Regions from separate parts of the Mus musculus genome. Here regions 2 and 3 are each linked to region 1. Evidence: chromatin contacts called from public promoter capture Hi-C data. All regions are on one chromosome and are shown on one strand. Each heading gives the region's core, a stretch centred on a gene start, on an enhancer-like site or on the middle of the called end of the contact. The rest is flanking DNA. Distances are from core to core; before and after follow the strand shown. Region 1 holds the start of Optn (optineurin). Region 2 holds the start of Echdc3 (enoyl Coenzyme A hydratase domain containing 3). Region 3 holds the start of Usp6nl (USP6 N-terminal like).

Region 1 (3,169 bases), core at 390-2,889:
TTTTCTTTTGGATTTTGATTTTACAGAAAATCCAAAGAATTCATCAACATGCTAAGGCTCTATAACAAAACTACAGGCAAGCAGATTTGGGGATGAGTAAGTACAGTTCATGGCCAGAAAAAGTATGGGCTACTTAAATGCGGGAGCTCGATAATAACCAGGAGGAAAGTCATACCAACTCCTCTCAAGACTGAGGTGAGACTGAGTCTCTCTCTCTCTCTCTCTCTCTCTCTCTCTCTCTCTCTCTCTCTCGCTCGCTCTTTCTCTCCTCCCCCACACAATTTACAGGCCGGTTGTAAAAACTGTAGCTACTTTCATGGTGTTACACACTACATAAAGTACTGCTCAAACCGGCTCACTATAAACAGATCAAATACACACGCGATCCACAGTGGAAACTTCCCTCGTCCAATCAAGTCCAAGGCAGTCTCTGGTAGTGGCCTCTGCTCTGTTCGGATCTACCCCATTATCAGCCTGGGGCGATGGGCGATAGGCTCCTAACTTCGCTCCCTAAGTCAAAAGAGCAAAGTGGCTGCTTTGGGTCAAAGGGCAGCTTTGGATTCAGTTCTGAAAGCGTAAGTGATCCAATACTGCCTGCCTTATGTGATTTTCTTGAGGTTTTCCATAAGATTGGCCGTTTCAACCTTAAATACTTCAGGCATACATTCATTCCTACACAGGAGTCCTGACCCTGCAGGCTAGACCAGGTGCTGGGTTTCATTTCCCTCTGAGGCTTGCTTACTGCCTCCAATTTACACATTGCCCGTGGTAAAAACAACTCCTTCAAATTTCCCAGCTTTTAAAAATTCATTCTTATTATCTCACATTCCCCCCGCCACCCGCCTCCGTCTCTTTCTGTGACCCCCCACTGCCAAGAGTGTATATACATGCATGGATATAGCACTCTCTCCCAGATAGACACAACAGTTAATGTACCCTTCTGTAAGCCTGTTACTTTGGCAAGGGGTCTCTCTATTCTTCACTGTTCCTGGGCGACCTCATTCAAACTACCTTCATTCCTTGCGACAGTACCTTAACCACTTCCTCCTTAAAATGAACTGACTGCTTGCTCAATCACTCTCAACCTGGGACGTCACCTTCAAACCACCTCGATGACTTGAACTGGAAGTCACCTGCGGCCAGCCGAGACTGTTTTACTATCCCGGGGAAAGAGGGGTGTCCTCTGGGGTGGCCGTCACTCCCCACCCCCACCTCCATCCCCGCCGCCCTGTCACACCAGGGCAGGGTCTGCCTGGGCCTCGGAAGCCTTCTCAGGACAGCCGTCCTACAGGAGGGCCGCCCCAGCTTCGTCACCCTTCCCGCGGCAGGCTCCGGAAGACGGCGACAGCGAGAACCGCTGCCAGGATGGAGTCCGCTGGGGAGAGTCGCCGCGCTCAGTCAGCGCCCGCCACCCCCCGGCCCGGCTCACCGGCCACAGGGATCCTCTCCTCTTAGGTCACTGCTTCGTTGGTATTTTGTCCCAAAGCTCTGGATGCCGACGCCCGCCAGGGACCAGCCGGGGGGCGGCGACCGGGCAGCTGGACGGTGACGCGCGGCCTCGCGACCCGCCAGGCGCCGCTCAGCTGACCGCAGCGCCCGCTCCCGCCCTAGCCAAGAAATTTCCCAGACCACGCCCACTCGGTCACGCCCCTGAAAGCCACGCCCAACGCTCCGCCCCTCTGTAGCTCTTCCTGAGCCCCAGGGTCTGTCTCCGCGGTTCGTTAGGGATAGAGCCTCTCTTGGAGGCTTTAATTAAAAACCAAAGAAGAAAAGAAAGACAATGCAAAATGTGTTTGAGCTCTTGTTCTCCCAGATCCATTAACATATAGCTGCATCAGATGGCCCAGGCAGGTGAGATTGATGGATTGATTCGGATTACACTCAGCAGTCTTAACTGTGCCGAGGATGCCTCTACTTAGACTAGAATGCAAAGCTAGAAAATAGTAGAGAAACCTTCTAGTTTGCATTCCCAGCCCCTGGGCATCAGCAAGGTGGCATCACAGGACACAGATGGCATTTGATCGGAAGGGTGAGCTCCAGGCAAAGCGTTACCTTGACAACCAGACCCCAGTGAAAGGTAACTAGGTAGAAACTCTGGCTAGCTCCTGGGTGGCTCAGAAGATAGCATGAGATTAGGTTTTGTGCTCAAGGTCAAAGAGATGTCATAACCAGGGAAGAATTTTGATTACTGATGAAAGGAGAGATAAGGAACACATGGTTGTGACTGCATGTGCACCTGCACACAGGTTGGAAGGAGAGGTCGGGATCCTCACCAACACAGTAAGAGACAGCTCAACTCAGCTCACCTAATTGCATAGACCGGATCACCTGCTGTCCGTTCCAAGACTTGGTCTCAAATGTTAACCCTAAAGCTGGACAGAGAAGGTTTGAAAAGCTGTGTTGGGGAGCGGGGTGGGGGGGATGGGGACTTGTAATTTTTATGATAGTCTCCACAACTAACACAGAAGACTTCTGTGAACCCTTGTCATGCCTCTCGACCACCACCTAGTTGTATTTGCAGGGCATATTGGCCAATGTCCTTTCATTCTACTGAGTTCTGACACCATGTCCCTGAATGTGGTGGCAGGTCCCACAGGTAAGAATGCCACCCTGCAGATCTGTCTGAGCCTTCCAATGCCAACGGGAAGCCCCAGGCTGTTTTTCCCGAGCCTCTGACCCACTAGCCTGCTGTACATTGGGGTTTACAGAATGTCCTTGTTGGGCTTTACTAATTTGCCATGCAGCTCACAGAACTCAAGGAAACAGTTATGTTTAATGGCTTATTATAAAAATGTATTTTTAAAAGATTTATTTATTTATTTATTATATGTAAGTACAATGTAGCATTCTTCAGACACCCCAGAAGAGGGCATCAGATCTCATCACGGATGGTTGTAAACCACCATGTGGTTGCTGGAATTTGAACTCAGGACCTTCGGAAGAGCAGACGGTGCTCTTAACGTCTGAGCCATCTCTCCAGCCCATAAAAATGTATTTTTAACAGGTAGGTATAAACAGCTAGATGGGGAGCTATGTAGGTGTACTGGCTAGTGTTGTGTCAACTTGACACAGCTGGAGTTATCACAGAGAAAGGAGCTTCAGTTGAGGAAATGCCTCCATGAGATGCAATTGTAAGGCATTTTCTCAATTAGTGATCAAGGGGAAAGGC
Region 2 (3,202 bases), core at 84-2,583, 1.1 Mb after region 1:
CAGGAGCAGGCAGATTTCTGAGTTCAAGGCTAGCCTGGTCTATAGAGAGAGTTCTAGGACAGCCAGGGCTACACAGAGAAACCCTGTCTCAAAAAAAAAAAAAAAATCAGAAAGGAAGGCTCTACATTTCAGAGCCCCCTAAGGCTCTCTTTGGGAGTGTTTCTATCTCTGTTGATGGCCAAGGAGTCCACAGGAAATGGGATTGCTCTTTAGTTACTGAGCCCCACCAATGCTTAGCCCCTGTGGTGGCCACCCATGGTTGTCTGTAGGGAGTTAGGGGACAGACAGAATATGGGCACCTTGGATGGGTATCCGCAGACCTGTGTGCTAAGCTCCTTAAAGGCTGTAGTAATAGAGAGGTCTGAGGGTGAAGGGGAGGTGTGGGGAGAGCCAAAGGCCAGAGGTTGGCTCTCCATTCTTTTGGAGGACCACATAAAAGTTTGGGTGAGGATTAAAAAGTGAAACATGATCTTCTAGGGTTAAGAAGAGCTATTTACTGGAGTAGGGGGCATATCACTTAAACAGCTCCACCTGTAGCTCTTAAACAAGGAAACGTAGCTCTTCACAGCCTTGTGCTGCCCAGGCCTGAAAAGGGTCTTCATTACATCCAGGTTGTGCACGGATTCAAACAAAACTTTAAGGCTTTTAGGTTTGTGGCACAAGGGGGCAGAGATCAGGGCATGTGCCCTGTATCCTTACTTATTGACCTCCCCCACCCTGCATTTCAGCATGCCCTTAACCCTGGAGCCTGCTGATTTTGTTTGTAAGGGCATGGATCTTTTGTGATAGGCTTTCTTGGAGGTCATGGCAACGGCTGTTGCGATAGATGTGTGCTCATGCCAGCAGAAATGTTCAGAAACGACTGGGCAACTGGGCACGGTAGCCGTGTTAGGGGGCCACCAGGAAGTTTTCACTTACAACCCTCACATGTGCCTCGTATTAGTGTGCACAGGGAAGGGACACCTGTAAACTCAGTATGCAAGGATTCCTCCACCAAAGATGTCATCTTTTCGAGATGAAATCGAAAAGAACAGTGACAAATAACTCAGGATTAGTGGCGGCAAGGCCTGTTGATCCCGAGTCCTGGCTCCCAACTCCAGGGAGAGCCCTGGCACTGCCTGCAGGCTGACCTGATTCCGTCCTGCTGTCGCGTGCTGGTGAGCCTTGGCTCTGACTCCGACCCCGCAGGTCCTGCTGACCCTGGGCTGCAGAAGCCGGCGGAGAGAGGGGCCCATGGGTTGCGCCTGAGCCAGCTGGGCCACTTCACCCCAAAGGCCCGAAGGCCTGCGACCACAGCCATTGCAGCCAAGAAAAGCAAGGTTGACTGTGCAAGCAGCCTAGGCCTCGGGTTTTTCCCTTTTAGACCTGGTCACTCAGAGCCCCGCCTTCAGGGCCCCACCCCCAAAGCCCTGCCCCGGTGTCCTTCTCCTGGAGCCACGCCCCCAAACCCGGGCTGCGAAACTAGTGGAGCGGGGCGGGTGGGGTGGAGGGGCTCGGGGCCCTGCCCTGGGTGTAGGTCACAGAATGAAACTCATTTGCCAGAGCCAGTGATTTGTTTGATTTAGTCAGGCTGTGAAGGAGTTTAAGGGAGGGGAGAACTGGGTTGGCTCGTTTCTTTGTGTAGCGACACCAGGAATGTGCCGGATGTTGTGAAATGAGTGTCATCCGGTGATGAGTGGCAGGAGCTATGTACCACATTGCTGCGCCCACGCCTCCCACAGGAAACTCTCCTATGCCTTGTGGGTGATCCTGGATCACAAGGAGTGTTTAGCCTACTATAACTTTGAATGTTTTGCATCTTCCCGTGCAGACGCGGGAGACCGGTATTTATAGCTTGGGCTTTCCACATTCGCCCAGGGGAAGCCTGGAATCCGTTTCAGGATCCCAGTGGCTAGATGAGAGGCATATCCTACAGTGAAAGGCTTTTAAGTAAATCCTTGCGGTGTGGTAATTCTTGCAAATGTGGGTATTTGTGGGAGACACAGAATAAATAATCTTAGCTCTTAAGATCTTGTTGCTTCTAGAGGGAGGTGCCATCCCAGGAGCCCGAACTCTTTCCCAATGGGTTCTGCAAGGATAACAGTATATACAAGATATACAGTATATACAATACATTCATTAAATCTCAGAAAGTAAAAAGATTTACAAGGGTGTCCTATAAGATGACCAACCTGCAAGGCATTGAAGGGGCATCAGGGATGCAGCCTCTGTGAGTCTTATGTGTGCTGCTGTGGGATTTTAATCCATGCAGCTGCCTTTGAGTCTTTTGTGCTCCTGCAAGTAGCTCCTCACCCCTACCTACAGAGGTAACCCCAGTAGACTTACCGGTTCCCTAAGCTAGCCTTGGGTAGAATCGTTTCTTTGCTCTGTGGATGTCATCCTAGAAAAAGTCACACAAGGGGCTTGTTTTTTCCTTTTGTTTTGAAACGGGGTTTCTCTATGTAGTCTTGGCTGTCCTGGAACTTGGGTAGCCTCAAACCCACAGAGATCCACTTGCCTCTGCCTCGTGAGTGCCGGGATTAAAAGCATATACCGTCACTGCCCACTGCGAAGCTGTCATCCTCAGCTTTATAACAGGACAAAACAGTGTATAAGGTGATATTTCAAAATATCATTGAAGACTCTCCCACTACCCTTCACCCCTCCATTTCCTTGACTGTTGTTCTATCTAAAAAGCTAGATTATTCTTTGTTTCTGTGAAGAAACCCAGAATCCAGAAGAATCCAGCTGGTTAGAGGGTTGCAATTCTTGACCTCTGGGTTTTTAAAGCTTGACTCGTAGGGATGGAAGGCTACAAAGCAAGCATAATAAATTAGACTTGCCTTGATAGAGCTGGCCTATGAGTTTTGAAATGATCTCCCTGACCTCGGTGGTGTGATGTGACCACTGAGTAGCAGGTAGCTGCAGGAGTTACCCTTCAGGTCGTGCGTGTTAAGAGTACCAGGCAGATGCTAAGGTTGGGTGCCAGAGGGGGAGGTCTGTGGGGGGCCAGGTGGCTCAGAACAAGCTTTCAGCCAGACTAAGGTTTGGGGCAAGTGTAGGGCAAGAAGAGCCTATGAGAAAGGGAAGAAGAAGGTGATTATTATGGGAAAGAGAGCTAGCCAAGGTTTCCCTAGCTGAGAATGGAATAGTGAGAGCCTCAGCTAGGATAGAGGCAGTGGGATCCTTTTTCTTTGGTAGACTCTCAGAGAAGATACAAGAT
Region 3 (3,010 bases), core at 372-2,871, 1.3 Mb after region 1:
AATATAGTATTACACTAATATAAACTTCACACACACATCTGAAACTTCTCCTTCAGTTTGTGAAGCAAGCTGTGTCCAGCATTGCCCCTCCAACTCATTGATATTTTTGTATTTGTGGTAAAATTTCTGGATGAATTCTCTTGAGCCTCTGTGGGGTTCCCAAGGTATCCGGAGAGACGGTAACTCAAACGTTATACTTTAATTCAGTAAGTGTCTTTTGGAGGACTTCTGCAATCTTCAAAGCACAATGTAAGTACATGCGTATGTGCATGTGTTGTCATCAAAGACTTGGAAGCTGTAGGCATTGTCACAAATGGAGAGCTCTTTGGTGACTTGCTAATTTTGGAATTCTATTCCTTATATTTGAGTGTTGAAAAAATTCCCATGACCATCCAACTTTTGACCTGATTTTCACCAAACCAACTGTGCCATTTGTACATACCAGAATAAACAAATCAATAAACAAAACAAAACCCAAAGTAGTGTTTCCAAACCTGGTTTAAATGGAGACCTGAATGAAGGGATGCGCGCGCGCCTGTCTGTCTGTCTGTCCAAAAGGCCCTGGGTTTCACTGGTTAATCAGCATTTGAGAGTCAGAAGTGGCCTCAGAGGCCATCTAAGACCCAAGGAGTCACAGGTGTTAAAGTCTGCAAGCCCAGGAAGGGCCAGGACTCTGCCTCTCCTCAATTCCTCAAGGAACACAGTTTGCAGTGAGTGTCAGGTTTCACCAGCCTGGGAAAGAGTAAACGCAGTGCACAGTTGCCAGCTATAGTAATTCTAGTTCCTGGAAACAAGGACAGAAGCCTTTTAGCTACTCGCACACCCAAACCTTTGCTGCTTCTAGTGAATAAATCATTTAACCGTCAGCAAATTACAGTGTTGGGAAGTTTACATCATCCCCTTTTTACATCAGTTCTTAATGGAAGACCGTGGGGATTAAAACTCTTGACACAGAAAAAGCTGACCTAAAGAAAGATGGGCCAGGGAATGAACACTGTTTAGGCAGCAAAAGGCTTGCACACAGTAGCCTACTTAAAGTTGTGCTGATCTGAACTCTTGGCATAAATGCCTGGAAATTGACTGTGTGACCTTGTGTCAGTAACAGAGCCACTCTGTTGACAGATTCACTGTGCACACACTACCAAGCATTTGTTTGCGCGGGGAACAACTCCACGAAGCAGGTACAGTTTCCCTCTCACTTCACGGGTGAGGATACCGAGTCCAAGAAAAACCCAAGTGCAGTAGGCAACGTCTGAAGGCTGGCGAGCGGACGGGCCTCATCCGCGAAAGGCGCCGTGCTCTGCCGGCTGCCCTCAGGTGTCAGACACAGCACTGGTCCCAGCCCGTGAGTAGCTCTGGAGCGATCGCTGGGCGCCGCCGGGTCGGCGGACCCCCTCTTCATGCAGAGGGGCTCGGGCCGTCGGCCTCCGCCCGCAGCCCATCGAGCGCGCGCCCGGCGGGAGCGCGGGAACAGCGCACGTGCCGCCGGGAAGGCAGGGGCTGTCCGCCCGCGCCAAGATGGCGGCGGCCGCGGCCGCAACGGCGACTGTTGGCGGCCGGTGAGGCGGGCGGGGCCGGCGGCGCGGAGGCGGGGTCCCGGGAGAGCCGCCCTGGGGAAGGCGGGGGCCGTTTCCATAGCGGCGGCGGCTGGAGGTGTCGCGCCGGGGAACTTCCTGGTTCCCGGGCTCGGCTTTGCCGGGAGCCTCCTGGAAGGGAAACAATGGGGCGGAGGGCACTGCGGTAGCCGCCGCCGCCGCCGCGCCGGACCTCTCGGCCTCCCGCGACTGGCCGCCGCCGCCGCCGCCGGGACCGCTTGGAGGTAACTTCCTTTTCTCTTCAGCCGCTGCTACAGGGGCTGGCGGGGTCTAAAGGCGAGGGGGCCAGGTCGGAACTGGCTCCGGGCAGCCGGTCGCCGCCATTCCCGGCCCCGGGCAGAGGGCACGCTGCGGCGGCGCGGCCTGGCCCGAGCCGGCTCCCGTGGACCCCGCGCGCCGTGTTGCTCGCGCGTGGGGGTGGTGGTCTGCGGTGTGATTGACAGGCGGGCGGGCGCGCGCGCGGGAGCGGCCGGGCGGGGGGCCGAGAGGGCTCGGCGCTGCGTGCAGACCCCCGGGGAGGCGGAACGCTCCGGCCGCCTTCCTCCCCCACCCCGCGTGCAAGTTTCGGTCCCCGGGGAGACGTGTCTCCCTTGCAAGTTTCAGTTGCGTCCTGCGGGAGCGCGAGTGGGCAGGACCCAGGCAAACTTCGTTCGCTGAGACGATTGCCTGGGATGCCGCAAGAACTTTGGAGCAGCCCCGGGGAGGATGGGCGGGCGGGAGGGAGCTGGAAATCCGTGCGCCCCGGCAAAGTTTTGCTGGCTAGTTTGGGGCTCCGGGAGCGCGGCGTTTCTATAGGGGATGAGCACGGTGGCTCGCAGGTGTTTTAATGCAGAGAATGAGAGAAGTCTTACTCCATGGTGGGACGTTCATATATGTTGAGCATCGAGATCTCTGGGCTCTTCTTTAGGCACACTCCGTATAATCGACAGATACTTTTTTTTTTTTTAAAGATTTATTTATTTTATCTATATGCGTACACTGTAGCTGTACGGATGGTTGTGAGCCACCAATGTGGTTGTTGGAATTTGAACTCAGGACCTCCGGAAGAGCAGTCAGTGCTCTTAACCGCCCAGCCATTTCTCCAGCTATCCACAGATATTTTGAATTTTATTTTTAAAATTAGCGTACAAGGTGTTAGCTAACATCACGGCATTTTCGAATAAAGCTGCGTTAGTAGATTCTTCTGTTCACTCATTCCTCCTACCCCAGATGCTTTTTAAGGAGACTAATATGCGTTGTGCCTTATGGAAAGGCTCGGTGAATTGGGGCAGTACTGCGACACGAATGGAAAAAGTTGTAGGGACAGTGTTCAAAGTATTCTTGCTGGAACAGTTTAGTCGTGGATCCTTCCTTCCTTCTTTCCTTCCTTCCTTCCTTCCTTCCTTCCTTCCTTCCTTCCTTCCCTTCTTCCATTC

The links. Promoter capture Hi-C pulls out the DNA fragments that hold promoters and counts their contacts. Capture Hi-C pulls out chosen DNA fragments and counts their contacts.
Region 2: a contact with region 1 is called in a promoter capture Hi-C map of liver, with 2.6 times the contacts expected there. The contact joins the promoter of Echdc3 here to the promoter of Optn in region 1. A contact is called at or near these places in 1 of 39 promoter capture datasets (the 3T3-L1 cell line), 1 of 484 Hi-C or Micro-C datasets (the HPC-7 cell line) and 1 of 9 other capture datasets (liver).
Region 3: a contact with region 1 is called in a promoter capture Hi-C map of pre-B cells, with 2.9 times the contacts expected there. The contact joins the promoter of Usp6nl here to the promoter of Optn in region 1. A contact is called at or near these places in 2 of 39 promoter capture datasets (3T3-L1-derived adipocytes and pre-B cells) and 1 of 115 datasets of contacts at active chromatin or transcription factors (pancreatic cancer cells).

What each region holds. Positions count from the first base shown.
Region 1 is chr2:5,062,478-5,065,646 of GRCm38.p6, forward strand. Optn (optineurin) reads right to left here and starts at 1,640. Exons shown (of 14, transcript NM_001356487.1): 1 at 1,430-1,640.
Region 2 is chr2:6,211,661-6,214,862 of GRCm38.p6, forward strand. Echdc3 (enoyl Coenzyme A hydratase domain containing 3) reads right to left here and starts at 1,334. Exons shown (of 5, transcript NM_024208.4): 1 at 1,131-1,334. The coding sequence starts at 1,300. The region is part of intron 1 of A230108P19Rik (RIKEN cDNA A230108P19 gene); the gene reads left to right.
Region 3 is chr2:6,321,136-6,324,145 of GRCm38.p6, forward strand. It overlaps Usp6nl (USP6 N-terminal like), which reads left to right and starts at 1,622. Exons shown (of 15, transcript NM_001080548.1): 1 at 1,622-1,819. It overlaps A230108P19Rik (RIKEN cDNA A230108P19 gene), which reads left to right. Exons shown (of 7, transcript NR_040333.1): 7 at 1-476.